2 separate regions of the Danio rerio genome follow, and region 1 is linked to region 2. The links are chromatin contacts, called in public HiChIP or PLAC-seq maps. All regions are on one chromosome and are shown on one strand. The core of a region is the stretch at or near the end of the contact, and the rest is flanking DNA. Distances in the headings are between cores, read along the strand shown. Region 1 holds the start of gpc5a (glypican 5a). Region 2 overlaps gpc5a (glypican 5a).

Evidence for each region. HiChIP or PLAC-seq counts read pairs in DNA pulled down with a chosen protein or histone mark.
Region 1: a contact with region 2 is called in an H3K4me3 HiChIP or PLAC-seq map of embryo, with 2.6 times the contacts expected there. The contact joins the promoter of gpc5a here to the enhancer-like site in region 2. A contact is called at or near these places in 9 of 18 Hi-C or Micro-C datasets (caudal fin, embryo, gastrula embryo and 3 more) and 3 of 4 datasets of contacts at active chromatin or transcription factors (caudal fin, embryo and gastrula embryo).

Annotation. Positions count from the first base shown.
Region 1 is chr1:4,177,838-4,185,619 of GRCz12tu, forward strand. gpc5a (glypican 5a) reads right to left here and starts at 6,163. Exons shown (of 8, transcript NM_001302236.1): 1 at 6,007-6,163. The coding sequence starts at 6,163.
Region 2 is chr1:4,106,087-4,113,403 of GRCz12tu, forward strand. It overlaps gpc5a (glypican 5a), which reads right to left. Exons shown (of 8, transcript NM_001302236.1): 3 at 1,568-2,256. Among named protein-coding and RNA genes, the nearest start is that of gpc5a, 74 kb to the right of the region's middle. Within about 2 kb of position 1,800, at least 3 of the 62 cell types and tissues checked have an H3K27ac peak or open chromatin away from gene starts, as enhancers often do.

The DNA.
Region 1 (7,782 bases), core at 4,913-7,412, 76 kb after region 2:
CGGTTTCGTCCACGATTGGAAGCAGAGAGCATTCAAAAAACTCCAATAAAAAGCGTGTCCTTCAAGACAGATTTACCATGCATCACCATGTCTTGTTTATTCTTTGTTGCGTTTTAATAAAGTCAAAGTGGTATGGCAAAGAAATGCTTTAAACATGTAGCTGTATGGCATGAAAACAAAAACAAATGTGGTGGTTGGAAAGACAGCAATTTTAAAAAGCAGAACGCAAGGTCAAAGTATGCAATGCCAAAGGAAAAAGCTTCAACTATCTCAAACTTTTTATCAAGTCTCGACATATTTATACAGCAGAAAAGAGAAAATGCATAAAAACATGCACCTGTTTGTGCCAATAAATATGCACAAACCTAAAAATCAACTTATCTGTGGTGTTTCTTCTAAATTTACCATCAAATACAAATTCAATTACTAAAGACAAATAACCCACATTCAATACCAAATTTAAGACAGCTAAACATAAATTATTCAACCTGATCTCACAAGGAACCATAACTGTTTTATACTAATTCATACAAATTTGTACAAGTTCAGTCAGATAAAAATGTATGATTTTAAAAAGAAAGCGTGGAGGAAACCGACGCGAACGTAGGGAGAACATGCAAACTCCACACAGAAACGCCAACTGAGCTCGAACCAGCTTCCCAGCAACCTTCTAGCTGTGAGGCGACAGCACTACCTACTGCGCCACTACGACGCCATTTTCATAATCATTAGAAGCCAAAATCGAAATCGAAACCAGATTTTTGATTAATAGCCCTAATTTGCACTTTTTGTGTTTTGGCTGAGCACCCAGTTAAGAGTGATGTGCGTGCTTTTGAAGATTTTTTCATTATAATTAAAGTTACAAATAGTACAATTTTGTATGCCTGAATGCTTTTAAAATCAATATACAAAACTAAATCAATAAATACATATACAGTCACAGGCTTCAAAAACACATCCACGATGGATGTCCAGCATTCTCTGGCCTCCAGTGCCTAGACTGCAGCTCTGCACAGAAAGTTTGGCTAGAGGAGAAATAGTCAACCCTAACTGAACCTGGTTTTTCTTTTAATTTTTTTCTTTTAATTTTTTTTATTATCTATTTTTAAATGTATTTAAAATTCATTTATTTATTTTTTATATATATATTTATTTATTTTTAATTTATTTACATGTAATTAATTTATTTATTTTAATTTATTATATTATATGAGTTTATTTAAATTTTATGTATTTATTGTAATTAAATTAATTTTATTTATTTAAAATTAATTAATTTGTATTTATTTTTAATTTATTTATTTAAATTTTATTTTCATTTTTTATTTATTGACATTTATTTTCAGTGTAAAATTATTACTTGTTTAAATGCCAAAACTTTTTTCACTTATTCTTAAGTCCAAAGAGAAATGGACTATTGTTTGTTTTTATTATTATTTTGTGTTATATTATCTGGTTACTGAGCAGCAATAAATAACACTTTAAAATTCAAGGAGACTTCATGAGATTTATCTAAATTATCAGTGTTTTAAAACTAATGAATGCATAATAATCGTGATAACCATGATTATTCCTCAGACCATAATCGTACAATCAAAATCTATAATCGGTGCATCCCTATACCTTGCTACTGTTGCCACTGCGCATCGATGGATTTGCTGTAAAGTGTTTGGACTTTGAACTGAACTTCAATTCTGACTGACACAGATTCAATAACTAGAACTTCTGTTTTAAGCAGCTTAGACACAATCTACATTGTAATAGCGCTATTGAAATGAAGATGAATTGAATTGAACGTAAATTATAATACAGACTCAACATTGGATATCCTGCAATGTGACTATTGCGAATGATCAAACTGCGATATTGAAGCTGAAACCAAATATCGTGCAGCCTAATTTGATTTGCATTTAATGCATATTTCATCTCCTTACAGCAAGACTGAACACAAAGAGCTTCAGATTTTAACTGCTCCCAACCAAAACGCCTGGAGTACAGGATGAGCAATGAACATAACCCCCTTTCATTCAGTTTTCTTTGAGCTACAACAAAACTTTAATAGCCAACCGCATCTCTAAATTCCTGTAAACTCCGAAACAAACCTCTTCCAAGCAGCACTTTGAAGTGAGCTCCATTTGATGACCTCTGTGGGAAACACTGCACAAACTGTTCTCCTAAAGCCACTTAACATCCATTAACGCAGTAAAGTTTGTCGAACTAGTTAGAGGTTGCTCCTTCCCTCTGAAAAGAGCCACCACCGTTCATCATTAGAGAGGTCACCAAACTCGTTTCACATCACAAGAGCAACAGGAAAATGGGACAATTATCCAAACAACCTGACAAAGATCATTTCACAAACCAAAACAGTGCTGGGAGATTTAGATGACAGCTGTTTAAAGCAAACAAAAGATCATCTTGTGACTAATTAAGGCAATATTCAAGAGCTAGCTTCTGACCTTGTATAGCCTACACCACTTGATCTCTGATTTGAGAAAGCGTCTCAGCTTGAGGGTAAAAACATGCCAAGTAAATTTGATCTTTTTGCTTTCCGTCAGTAGATGGTGGAGGCTCTCTGCTGCACTCGAACGTACAAATATATTACTAAAAAACATTTCAAAGAGCACTTCGTCTTAATTTCCTGTCAGGATATGCCGTGTACAAATCCTGAAAGCAAAGTAGACATGCGAAAAACTGCCAGCCCATTTCTGAACTGCTTCCAAATTCCTTTAGTAAAAGTGTTTTTCGTGAAAGTAAACAGCAAATCTTTTTGGTGTTGAAGTCTTTCGAGGGAAGTGATACAACTTGAGGGTGTTAGAACTGCTCATTGAAGCACTGTTCATTACTGGTGTTTATTTAAAAAGCTAGGCTACTCATGGCAGTCCACACAGAGAGTTGAGTTTTAAAGAGATAGTGCCCCCAAAACTGAATATTTACTCACAGTTAAGTGGATTCAGACCTTTAAGAAATAGAAAAATATGTTATTTTAGATTGGAAACCTGCAATCACTGACTTCCATAATGGGAAAAACAAATAGGCTACTATGGAAGTCAAGGATTTTTGCTTAAACGTTTGGACATACTCTTAAAAAATATATAAAAAGTTATTCATTCATTTTCTTGTTGGCTTAGTCCCTTTATTAATCTGGGGTCGCCACAGCGGAATGAACCACCAACTTATCCAGCAAGTTTTTCGTGAAAAATGTGAAAAATGTTGGAAACTTGTGAACATTGACTTAGTAGTTTCAGAATGTTTTCAGGTTGTTGTCTTCCAGCCGCAACCCATCTCTGGGAAACATCCACACACACACACACACACACTACGGACAATTTAGCCTACCAGTTCACCTGTATCACATGTCTTTGGACTGTGGGGGAAACCAGAGCACCCGGAGGAAACCCACGCAGGGAGAACATGCAAACTTCACACAGAAACACCAACTGAGCCGAGGATCGAACCAGCGACTCAGCGACCTTCTTGCTGTGAGGCGAACATGCTACCCACTGCGCCACTGCGTCGCCATATAAAAAGTTAATTCAAATCAATTCTAGATGGGATACCGCTGCGGATATTTGATCAATATAGCATCATTTTATATGACACTGTGTAACAATAATTAATATTTTTATAGTATTGTGATGATTGGGTTTAGGGTTACACCCGATTAAAGCATCAATGCTTTCCATTTATTTTAAATAGGTGACGTCAGGCATTGCCAAACTGCATTGTAGACCCGTCGGCATCGCTTTAGTGGCGTTGCTCGCTGCTGAAGTTGGTAACTTCTCAATTTGCTGAAGGTTGGGAAGCTACGCCATTGCTGAAGCCCCATGTGAAACGGGCTTTAGGGTAGGGGTAGACATTAAAATAAACAATTCATTGGGTAATTTAATAAATAACATACACAATAATCAGTACAAGTACTATTTTTATGCTATTGTGATGGTTGGGTTCAATTGGGTTTAAAATGCAATTAATAAAAAGTTAATAAATAATATAAATCATTTTAGTTAACTTCTGGGCGCAACTTGATCTAGCAACAACCTGAAAACATTCTGAAACTACTCAATGTTTACAAGTTTCCAACATTTTTCAAAATATCTTCTTTCGTGTTCAACAGAAGAACAAAAAACTTAAACAGCTTTGTGACAAGTAAAGGTTGAGTAAATGACTGCATTTTCAGTTTTGGGTGAATTATCCCTTTAACGTTACCTCAAAGCCAGTTAACGTGCGCCCAGGGTATAATTCTGTGAAACGTCTTGATAGCGTCAATTTGAAGTTCATAAATTAAGCGAATAAATATTTTTGCTCAATATCGTACAAGGTAGCCTACTAATATAGCCTACTTATAAGTGTGTACAAGAAAAACAGCACGTTTTACTAACAATAATTAATATTTTTTACAGTACTGTGTGATGGGTTTCGGGTCAGGGTAGGGAAAGATGTTAAAAAATACAATTTATTGGGTAATTTAATAAATAACCTAAATAATACTTAAAATAATAGCATGAAACTACTGTTTTTACCACAACGTGACGGTTGGGTTTAGCGTTGGGGTATGGGTAGACTCTATTAAAATACAATTAATGAAAATTTTGTGAATAAATAATTATCTTTAACTTCTGGCTGCAACTGTATCTGATCTAGCAACAACCTGAAAACATTCTGAAACTACTATGGAAGTCAATGTTTACAAGTTTCCAACATTTTTCAAATTATCTTCTTTTGTCTTCAACAGAAGAATAAAAACTTGTACAGCTATTATCCCTTTAACGTTGACATTACCTCAAAGCTGGTAAACGTGCCCCCAGGGTATAATTCTGTGAAACAGCAATATTTTGAAGTTCATATATCAAGCGATTAAATATTTTAGGTCAATATCGTACAGGGTAGCCTACTAATATAGCCTACTTGTAAGTGTACAAGAAAAACAGCAGATTTCACTAACAATAATTAATATTTTTACTGTACTGTGGTGGTAGTGTTTTACAGGGTAATTTTATAAATCGTTATCTTGGAATTATAAGCTTCTATCTGCGTTCTGAATGATTTTGAGACATTGAGCTTCAAAGTTTTTGCATTCTATATAGCAATCAGTATGTGTGCGACATTTGTTTTTCACATAAAATGTCTTAAAATGTAAAAAAAAAAAAAAACTTATATTAAAAAACATCCCATAATGTAAATAAGCTGTCATTTAATAACAATTTGTCAATAACTCAATTTTGAAAAAAATATCTGATACAATTCTAAGGTGACGAAAAAACAAATAATACTCCGTAACTACTGTTTTTACTTTACTGTGACGATTCGGTTTAGAGTTGGGGTTGGGGTAGATGTTAATAAAATGCAATTAATGGTAAATTTAATAAATCATTTTCATTAACTTCTGGTCTCAATCGTATCTGAAAACAACCTTAAAACATTCTGAAACTACTATGGAAGTTAGTGTTTTTAAGTTTCCAACATTTTTCAAAATATCTTCTTTCATGTTCAACAGAAGAAAATTAATTCAATTGAATTAAACAGGTTTGTTACAAGTAAGTAAATGATTAAATGACTGAGTAAATATCTGCATTTTCAGTTTTGGGTGAACTACCCCTTTAACGTTACCTCAAAGCCGGTAAACGCGCCCCCAGGGCATGATTCTGTGAAACGTCTTGATAGCCTCATTTTGAAGTTCATATATCAGACGATTAAATATTTTAATTCAATATCGTACAAGTGTAAGTGTATGTATACGAGAAAAACAGCAGGTTTTGCTAGTTTGAATGTCGATCAGCTTTAGTTATGATATCACTCTTCAAGACTTCCGCCTCAGAAAAATATCTACAATTTTTGGACGGGATTTTTTTTTTTGTCATACAAACAAAAACCTGATAACGCAAAGTGTCAGGTTTGTTTCAGGTACTTTGTAGGCTAATATTAAACGTTTAGCAATCAAGTGTGATGAAAACAAAACCAACCGGCTAGAAAACCTATGTTATGTTATCCAGCACATCACATTCTTACCTGTTCTCGGCGTGTCAGGTATTGATTTTGCAGGTCCGATTTGTTTCAACTGAAAAACTTTACGCACTTCTTCGCAGTCCATTAAAGTCCCCTGACAGACATCTGTGAAAACCGCAAAAAATGTATAAAACAAAATTCCACGGATCGCCATTTCCATCTCCAGAAGCTGACCAGTTGAGAAATATGATGTCCGCTGAAGGAAAACGCGCGTTGATTTGCCCTCGGAAAACTTCTGGTGAAAACCTCCGGTTGATTTTAGGTGAAGAGACATATACAGAAGTGATTGTACATCACACACACACTGAGTGTTTCACACAGGACCTTCAAAAAGAGCGCAGTGAATGCGCTGCTGAAAGACGGAGCTGTCAGGAGCCAATGGGCGGAATCATTAACGTTAGCCTGGTCCAACTGCGAACACTACAACAGCACAACTAGCACTGGTATAACGTTACGAGTATTTTAGGAGCAGTTTTTTTTTCCTAGTACATCCTTCCTAAATTTGACCCTCAGCTATATTTACAGAACTTATTTGAGAGTACTAAAAGTTAACATTTATTACTAAAATGTTATGGTCGCTAACACAAATCGCGTTAGCTTCAGGTGGTAACCATGGCAACAGTTTGAAGATTCCCGTTGCGGTCGGATTAATCGCTTGTACCTCACAAATCGCCTGTATATAGACCCTGATTACTGATTTTGAATAGCTGCTACTCCAGGAGAGTAGTAGGCTATGCAAATTATCAAGCAAAGTTTTGTAGAATTATACATTGGAAACCTCACACTGTTACTTTCACACAAACACACATACACAAAATAAGTTTCACCCACTACAACGAACGGGCCTCCGAAACTGAAAGCCTGTTGCATATGGAAAGTTTAATAGAAGTTAGCGGGGGTAATTCCAATTAATTTTTAGCGATGTTAATTTATATTTTTATTAAATAGATTACTAAAAACAGTGGAGATAAATTACTGGAAATAAAACACCTTCAGCAGACAATGCGAGCATCTCTCCCAAATGAGCTGCAACAGCCCCATCTATTTGACATTTACTGACACTGCAGGTAACAACTTGTTTTGGTTTGACTGATGTCAAGTTTCTTAAAAACATAAAACAATGAACTGAAACTATTAACGAAGACTTCAGAGATCTTTAGCCTTGATATTACCCTAAGATTATCACTTAAATATCAATAATAATTTCAGCTATTGTCACTGTAATATTTTAGTAAGCATTATAATAAACTATATAAAGTGATGACTCAAATCTTAAGTTACATAAACCTTAAGAAATTAATGTTTACTTACAGTATTTCCAAAATCTTTTTACAAGACCTGGAACCCTGTTTTAGACTATGTCAAAGGCTTACCCTGTTCAGTTGATATCAGATCTAATACACAGTAATTAAGTGGATATATATACACAATGTGAACTTTTTAAATGTTTTTTTTTTTTTGCCATTTTAATAAAAACTTGCTTACTTAAAAAAATAATATATATATATATATATATATATATATATATATATATAATTTTTTATATGTATATTTTAATTATTTTATTTTTATTATTTACCTTTCAGAGGACATGTTTGTTTATAATTAATATATTTTATTTTGAGAGGACAGAGGGAAAATATGAGTCTGTAACTTTCCTGTTGTATTGTATACTAAGATATGTTGTCTTAAACACCAATAAAAAAAAAAAAATAATAATAATAATAATAATAAAGTGATAAGACTCAAAGGTTTTGATTTGAATAGAGATTGGCTGTA
Region 2 (7,317 bases), core at 550-3,049:
TTACCACTCGGCCCGGATCTGGCTGCCGGACTCCGGATGCTTGTGGACTCACTGCCCGATTCCAGCCCGATTCGGGCCAGATGCGGCAGCCGTAAGCGAGCCGACGCTGCCGCATCCGCGCCGGAATCAGCCCGAGAGTAATGTGCGCTGCGGCCCGGAGCTGGCACGACTCAGTATTTATATACCTTTATATAAAACCTTTTGGTATTACATTGGTACTTGATACATGGTATTACAAGCCTTTGAGTTGATATAACAGCAAACGCCTGTGTGTCTGCTTGGTGCTTGTGTGTGTGTTAGTGCGTGCGCGCGTATGAGAGAGAGAGAGAGAGAGAGATTTGTCTGTGTGTGTGTGCTTGGTGCTGTGTGTGTGTGTTTATACAGACAGCTTGGCTGTCTGGACTGTTTAGCTGGGGGATTTTTGGTTTTGTTTTCCCCCGCTCTTTAGCGGGATCGGGCGCGGCGGGCAGAAAACGGGGCGGGTTGGGCAGCGGGACAACAAATTCTTAATATAAGCGGGAGCAGTTGGGTTCGGGCTAAAACCTGGCGGGTGCGGGCGGGAGCGGGATTGAAAATTTAGTCCCGCGCAGATCTCTAGCGTGTGTTTCCTCCGGGTGCTCCGGTTTCCCCCAAGGTCCAAACACATGCGCTATAGGTGAATTGAGTAAACTAAATTGACCATAGTGTATGAGTGTGAATGAGAGTGTGTGGGTGTTTCCCAGTACTGGGTTGCAGCTCGAAGGGCATCCGTTGTGTAAAGCATATGCAGGATAAGTTGGCAGGTCATTCCTCTGTGGCGACCCCAGAATAATAAAGGGAATAAGCCGAAAAGAAAATGAATGAATGAATGAATGAAGTATCTGCTCAGGGCGGCACATGGTTGAAGGCTGAAGGCTCATGGTTGGTTTTCTTGGATATGTGCGGCACATCCAAAATCCTTGCGTTCACAATGAGGTGAAGGAGAAATAATGTTTCTTTCACACCCTTGGCCTTGGCATTTCTGCAGCTTTCTCGAACATGTCGCGTGCAGCATGCTAAAGCTGTGGTTGCAAGTGTTGTTTGGCGATGAGGAATGCAGTCGGGCTTGAACATCAGCTGTTCACAGTCACACATGCAGCGATGGAGCCAAACATTCCCAGAATGCCTTGCGTTTGGCAGCTGAAGGCCTTCAGCTTAGCTATAGTCACTGAGATATGCAGCGAGTGTGTTTACAAATGTCTGCAGTGATGGTTTAACACTACAGGAAAAAATAAAAGTAATATTCATTCATTTTCCTTCAGCTTGGTCCCTTTATTAATCAGGGGACGCCACGGTGGAATGAACCACCAACTTATCCAGCACATGTTTTACACAGCAGATGCCCTTCCAGCTGCAACCCATCACTGGGAAACATCCATACACTCTCACTTGGGGACTTGGGGAAACCGGAACACCCGAAGGAAATCCACGTCAACACGGGGAGAACATGCAAACTCCACACAGTAATGCTAACTGGCCCTGCCGGGGCTCGAACCAGTGACCTTCTTGCTGTGAGGTGACAGTGCTAACCACACACTCATCCTCTCACCTGCGCATGTATCCTCGCTGTGCTCCTCTGAGCGTGCGCCACAGCGTCCCTCACCAGCTCATGCGCCCCCAGCAGCACCTGCTCCAGATCCAGCTCTCCGTGCATCCGTACTGCCAGCGTCTCCAGCGAGCGTACAAACTCCCTCCAGTGGGCATCCACTTCAGCCAGGTTAGCCAGACACCCGCGCACCACGTTCAGGCAGTATCCCAAGCAGGGTTTGCTGGAGGTCAGAGCCTTGCAGTGCGGGCAGTAGCTCATCCTCAGTAGGCCACGTCTGCACTCGCGGCTCAGCTGGATGTGATCGGTCGTATTTATGATCTCGATGCCCAAATGGAGCGCTTGGAGAAACACGCGAGCAGGTAGAGAAGCATGGGCGATTTGGGACGCCAGGCGGATTGGGGCTGCTCCGAACGGTGCTAGATCTTGAGCAGACGAGCGCAGGCATTCGGCGTATGGAGGAGACAGACGGGAGTCAATCAGACGCTCGTATATTAAGGGGAAAAGAGCGTTGAAGAAGCTCTGAGAGGACTCTTCTAGACTGAGCTCAGAGCCCAGGATGAACAGAGCCACTTCTGTGAAAAACTCCCCGACTGGTGCTGATGCTGCTGGGCTGGAGAGATCACGCTGGGACTGATGGAGGATGGAGAGGGTGTGGTTCTCCGCCTGACGCACCAGAGACTCCACGCTTTCTGAAAGAAATAATAGAGTAGAAAAAAGTTTATTAGTAAAGGATTAAAGTTTTGAAAGTTGTCTAACATAATAAAAAAATTAAGTCTTCTCAATAATTCCAGGTACATGCAAGCATGCATAGTTTCCCATTTAGAATGACTTAATATTTTGGGTTTTATTTTCAGCACATTATTAAAGGCAACCAAGTTGGCTACTTTATTATTTTTTCAAATATAATTTTGTCAAAATATGGGTGGAATAAAATTCTTTAATAATCAATAATGAATATTTAATTTTTAATATTATATTGTAATTAATTAATTAATTTATTTATTTATTTATTTATTTATTTATTTATTAATTTGTTAATTTGTTAATTTATTTATTTATTTATTTATTTATTTTATTTTATTTTATTTTATTTTATTTTATTTTATTTTATTTTATTTTATTTTATTTTATTTTATTTTATTTTAAATATTCATTTTCCTTCAGCTTGGTCCATTTATTCATCAGGGGACACCAAAGCGGCATGAACCACCAACTTATCCAGCATATGTTTTACATAGCAGATGCCCTTCCAGCTGCAACCTAGTACTGGGAAACACCTATACACTCTCACAATCACACATACAAACACTGCGGACAATTTAGCTTACCCAATTCGCCTATAGCGCATGTGTTTGGACTGTGGGGGAAATGGGAGCACCCGGTGGAAGCCCACTCCAACACGGGGAGAACATGCCAACTCCACACAGAAATGCCAACTGACCCAGGCAGGACTCGAACCAGTGACTTTCTTGCCACAGTGCAAACCACTGAGCCACTATAAATTTTTTATTAAATTAAATAATTTGAATAATTATGTTATTTGAATATTTTTATGAACAGAGTGTTTATTTGACTGTTTACTTTATTTACTTATTATTTATTTACTTATGGACTCACGCATCATATACCTGTCAGTCAGTCAGGACGTAACCTTAAAGGGTTAAACAAATGACGCACTGCACTACTACAGTTACAGAACAGTTTGCGCTGTTATAATTCACTTACCCTTTAATACATATATACACATATATATATATATACACATATATGCTGTAGTTTGAAGTGCAAAAACAGAATCAGAAACACATCGCAGACGCTTTTATATATATTTATATATCATATCAGATCTCCATGTTAACTGATATATATAAGTGTACATATATAAGTGTACATGGATATCTGAAAAAGCTTCCTCAGAGCGAGAGAAAAATAAAAAAAAGCAGAGGATAACAAGAAGCAGAGGGCTTGAAGATACAAGTGTGCAATGATACCCGCGGCGCCTAAACAGCTTCATCTGTCTTCTTTATTATTCTCTATTATCCCTGTTTATGAGGCCAAAAATCATCTTTGTGCACGCTCTACAAACACTCCGCGCTAATTCAAACTGTAAGTGATGCATAAACAACTGCATATCAGAAAACATTACTATGGATATTAGTCATAACTACTGTACTGTACTGTACTGTTAATAAGCTTCTACCTTCAGGATTCACTGTGTTTTTATCGTAAAAATTTTTTAAAAAATAACAAATGAAAAAATTAATACACAAACCAATCAACAATCTAACAAATGAATGAATGAATAAATGATAAAACAATCAAATTAGGAAAGGAAGGAATGAATGTGTAAATAAAAAATAATGGATGAATGGAAAAATATTCATACAATGGATGAATGAATAATCAACCACTCAAATGAATGAATGAATGAATGAATGAATGAATGAATGAATGAATGAATGATCAACCAATCAAATGAAGGAATTAATACATTAATTAATTCATTCATTCATTTATTCATTCATTTGTTAGATTGTGGATTGGTTTGTGTATTCATTTTTTTATTTGTTTTTTTTTTTTACTGAATGAATGAATGAATGAATGAATGAATGAATGAATGAATGAATGAATAGTTCTTCATTCATCTCCTGATGAGTGTTAATGCTGGATTCTTATGTATATTTGCACAGGTGTTAGCAGGATCCTCGACATGCTTCTTTCTCAGTAATACAACAACAGCTTTGGCTCTGTCGGGTTAAGTCAGGTCAGGGCTACTGAGGCCCAGTGAAGCAGAAGGCCAAGAAGAGGTTGTCTGAAAACTGTGCTATGGAGAAACACATCTGTCAGAGTGCGAGAGCATCATGTGCAGATCATGAGTTGAGCTGTGGGTGTGTGCTGAAGGAGAGAAAGCTTAGAGAAGGTGGTTTAGAACAGTGGTTTATTGACCACTGTATAACTTCTGTTATTTTAATTAAATATTATTGTTATTTATTAATTGTTAATATTAATTTTTTTTATTATTATTAAGTATATTAATTGTATTAATTATTCATAAATAATATACAAATAAATATACTAAATAATAATAATAATAATAATAATAATATACTATTTTTTTTAAATTAAAGTATATATTTTTGTTTTTTCTTTAATGTAAAAAAGTGATTTAATATTATTATTATTATTATTATTATTATTATTATTATTATTTATTTTTTATTATTTTATATTTATTTGTATTTTATTTATTATTAATTAAACAAATATTTATGGAAATTTTTCAAATATGCATGTAAAAAATATGGCAAATAATAAACAATTGCATTTATCATAATAACATTCTTTGACCAGGTTAATATCAAAATAGAAATTATTTATATATATGCATGTATGTATAATTTATATAATTTATATGTATGTATGTATGTATGTATGTATAATTACGGTGTAGTATATTTGTGACTTATTAATAGTTATTTTAATTTATTATTGTTCTTTATTAATTGTTAATATTAAATGATTTTTAATTAATATTAAGTATATTATTAGTATTATTTATTAATAATAAATAAAATTAGAATAAATATACTAAATAATAATAATAATAATAATAATAATAATAATAATAATAATAGTAATAATAATAATAATAATAATAATAATAATAATAATAATAATAATATACTTTTTAAAATTAAAGTATATATTTTTCTTACATAGTTGTTTTTTTCTTTAATGTAAAAAAGTGATTTATTATCATATTTTTTTGTATATTTATTTGTATTTTATTTATTATTAATTAATAAATATTTATAGAAATGTTTCAACTATGCATGTAAATAATATGGCAAATATAAACAAATACATTTATCATAATAACATTATTTGACCAGGTTAATATTAAAATAGAAATTATTTTTACAATCATACATTTTTAATCCACTATATAGTATATGTTAAACAAACATATCTCAAGCACTGTGAGAAGCTCCAGTACAAACCGAGAGCTTGATGTGTGTAATTTCACTATCCAGATAACAGTCCACAAGCACACTCCAGAGGCTCTCAATCCCTCGCTGTTGAATGAAGCGCTAGTGAACCACACAAACAGGTCAACAGAGAGTCAACACGGCTCGAAAGCAGAGAGAGCAGAAGTGTGCTGGTGTGTGAGAGGATTAGACGCTCGGGGTCTGTTTGGTCTTGGCCACTACTGAGGGTCTGACAGGGATTAGATACAGATGACTGTGGTTGAGGGAGGTCAGAGTCGACGTTTAACACACAGCTCTAATGAATCCTAGAAAAACACTGTCTGAGCTGAAGTGTTCACGGGTTAAAAGTGCAGTTTGTCATTTTGGCCACTAGAGGGTGTGTATTCACAACAGACAAAAGCGTAGTTTGATTACAACATGACTGTGGAATCATGGGAGTTGCAGTCCTCATCATACACTACATGCCTAAAGACATTATGTTCATGCATGAGCTCAAGTATTCAACAGTTGCTAACAATATTACACAAATAATGTTGTATTACATAAACAGCACCCTCTAGTGGATTTTTCATCTGAAATGAGCAACTAAACGTACTCAGAGCATTGAATTTTAGGTTTCACACATGTAGGCTGTTATTTGTTATGCGCCAATGATTCTGAATAATCAAGCTGTGATATAAACAAAACGCTACTGGCTAGGTTTTAAAGGGGGAGGAGCTAATCCATATGCCCCGCCCTGTCGTTGTGTTCCAGCTGGAATTACAACACACATCAAACAAAGCTGCGCATTTCAAGGCACTTCAGGAGTTAAACAGAAGATCAGTGTGTTCAAGTCAGCGGACATTTGTCTCATTTAGTGGCTCATTACACACTGTAGTCAAGGAGAAGAAAACTCATGGTCACGGTGACTGGATATTTCCAAGAAATGCACTGTGCTGGTGGTTAATCCAGAGACTAAACCTCAAGCAGCCACCCTTAAAAAGTGCCACAGTTTCCCACACTCCTGGCCAACGGCTTTCTAAGACCAGTCATTTTTGAGGCTCTGAACCAGATTTTTAGTTAATTTATATTTATTCATTCATTTATAAATAAACAGAATGAAATGTTAAAGTAAATATAAAGTTCCATTTACAGGTTTTTAAAATTAAATATATAAAAATAACACCAAAAACTGTATTTGGGTTCTCTTTTGGTTAGAAGGATGCGTACTGTTTAATAAATCAATAAATTAATGAATCCTTTCAGGAACAAATATGGATTTTTACATTAATTTACTTATTTTTTTCCCTATCTCAAGTTTTTGGTTTTTAAAAACTTTTAATAATGGAAGAATTGCACTGAAAAACTTTGGGTAAACAGACACGGTATTGTACTATACTGTATTTTATTGTTATTATTATTTATTATTATTATTATTTGACTATCCCATGTTATATTTACTGTCTTTACACATTTTACAAATAAAGAAATGGGAAATATCAGTAATAATAATAATAATAATAATAATAATAATAATAATAATAATAATAATAATGGCGTCACGGTGGCGGAGTGGGTGGCACAATCGCCTCACAGCAAGAAGGTTGCTGGTTGGTGAAGTTTTTTTTTCCCTCTCCGCTGTCGCCACTGGCTTGCATGGTTCAGGATCTGAAAAGCTACTCATTGATGAATTGGCTCTTCAGTGTTTGGACTCTCAATAATGACTTCAAACCCCACTGAACTGAGCTAAACTGAACTGAACTTAAATACTAAAAACTGAAC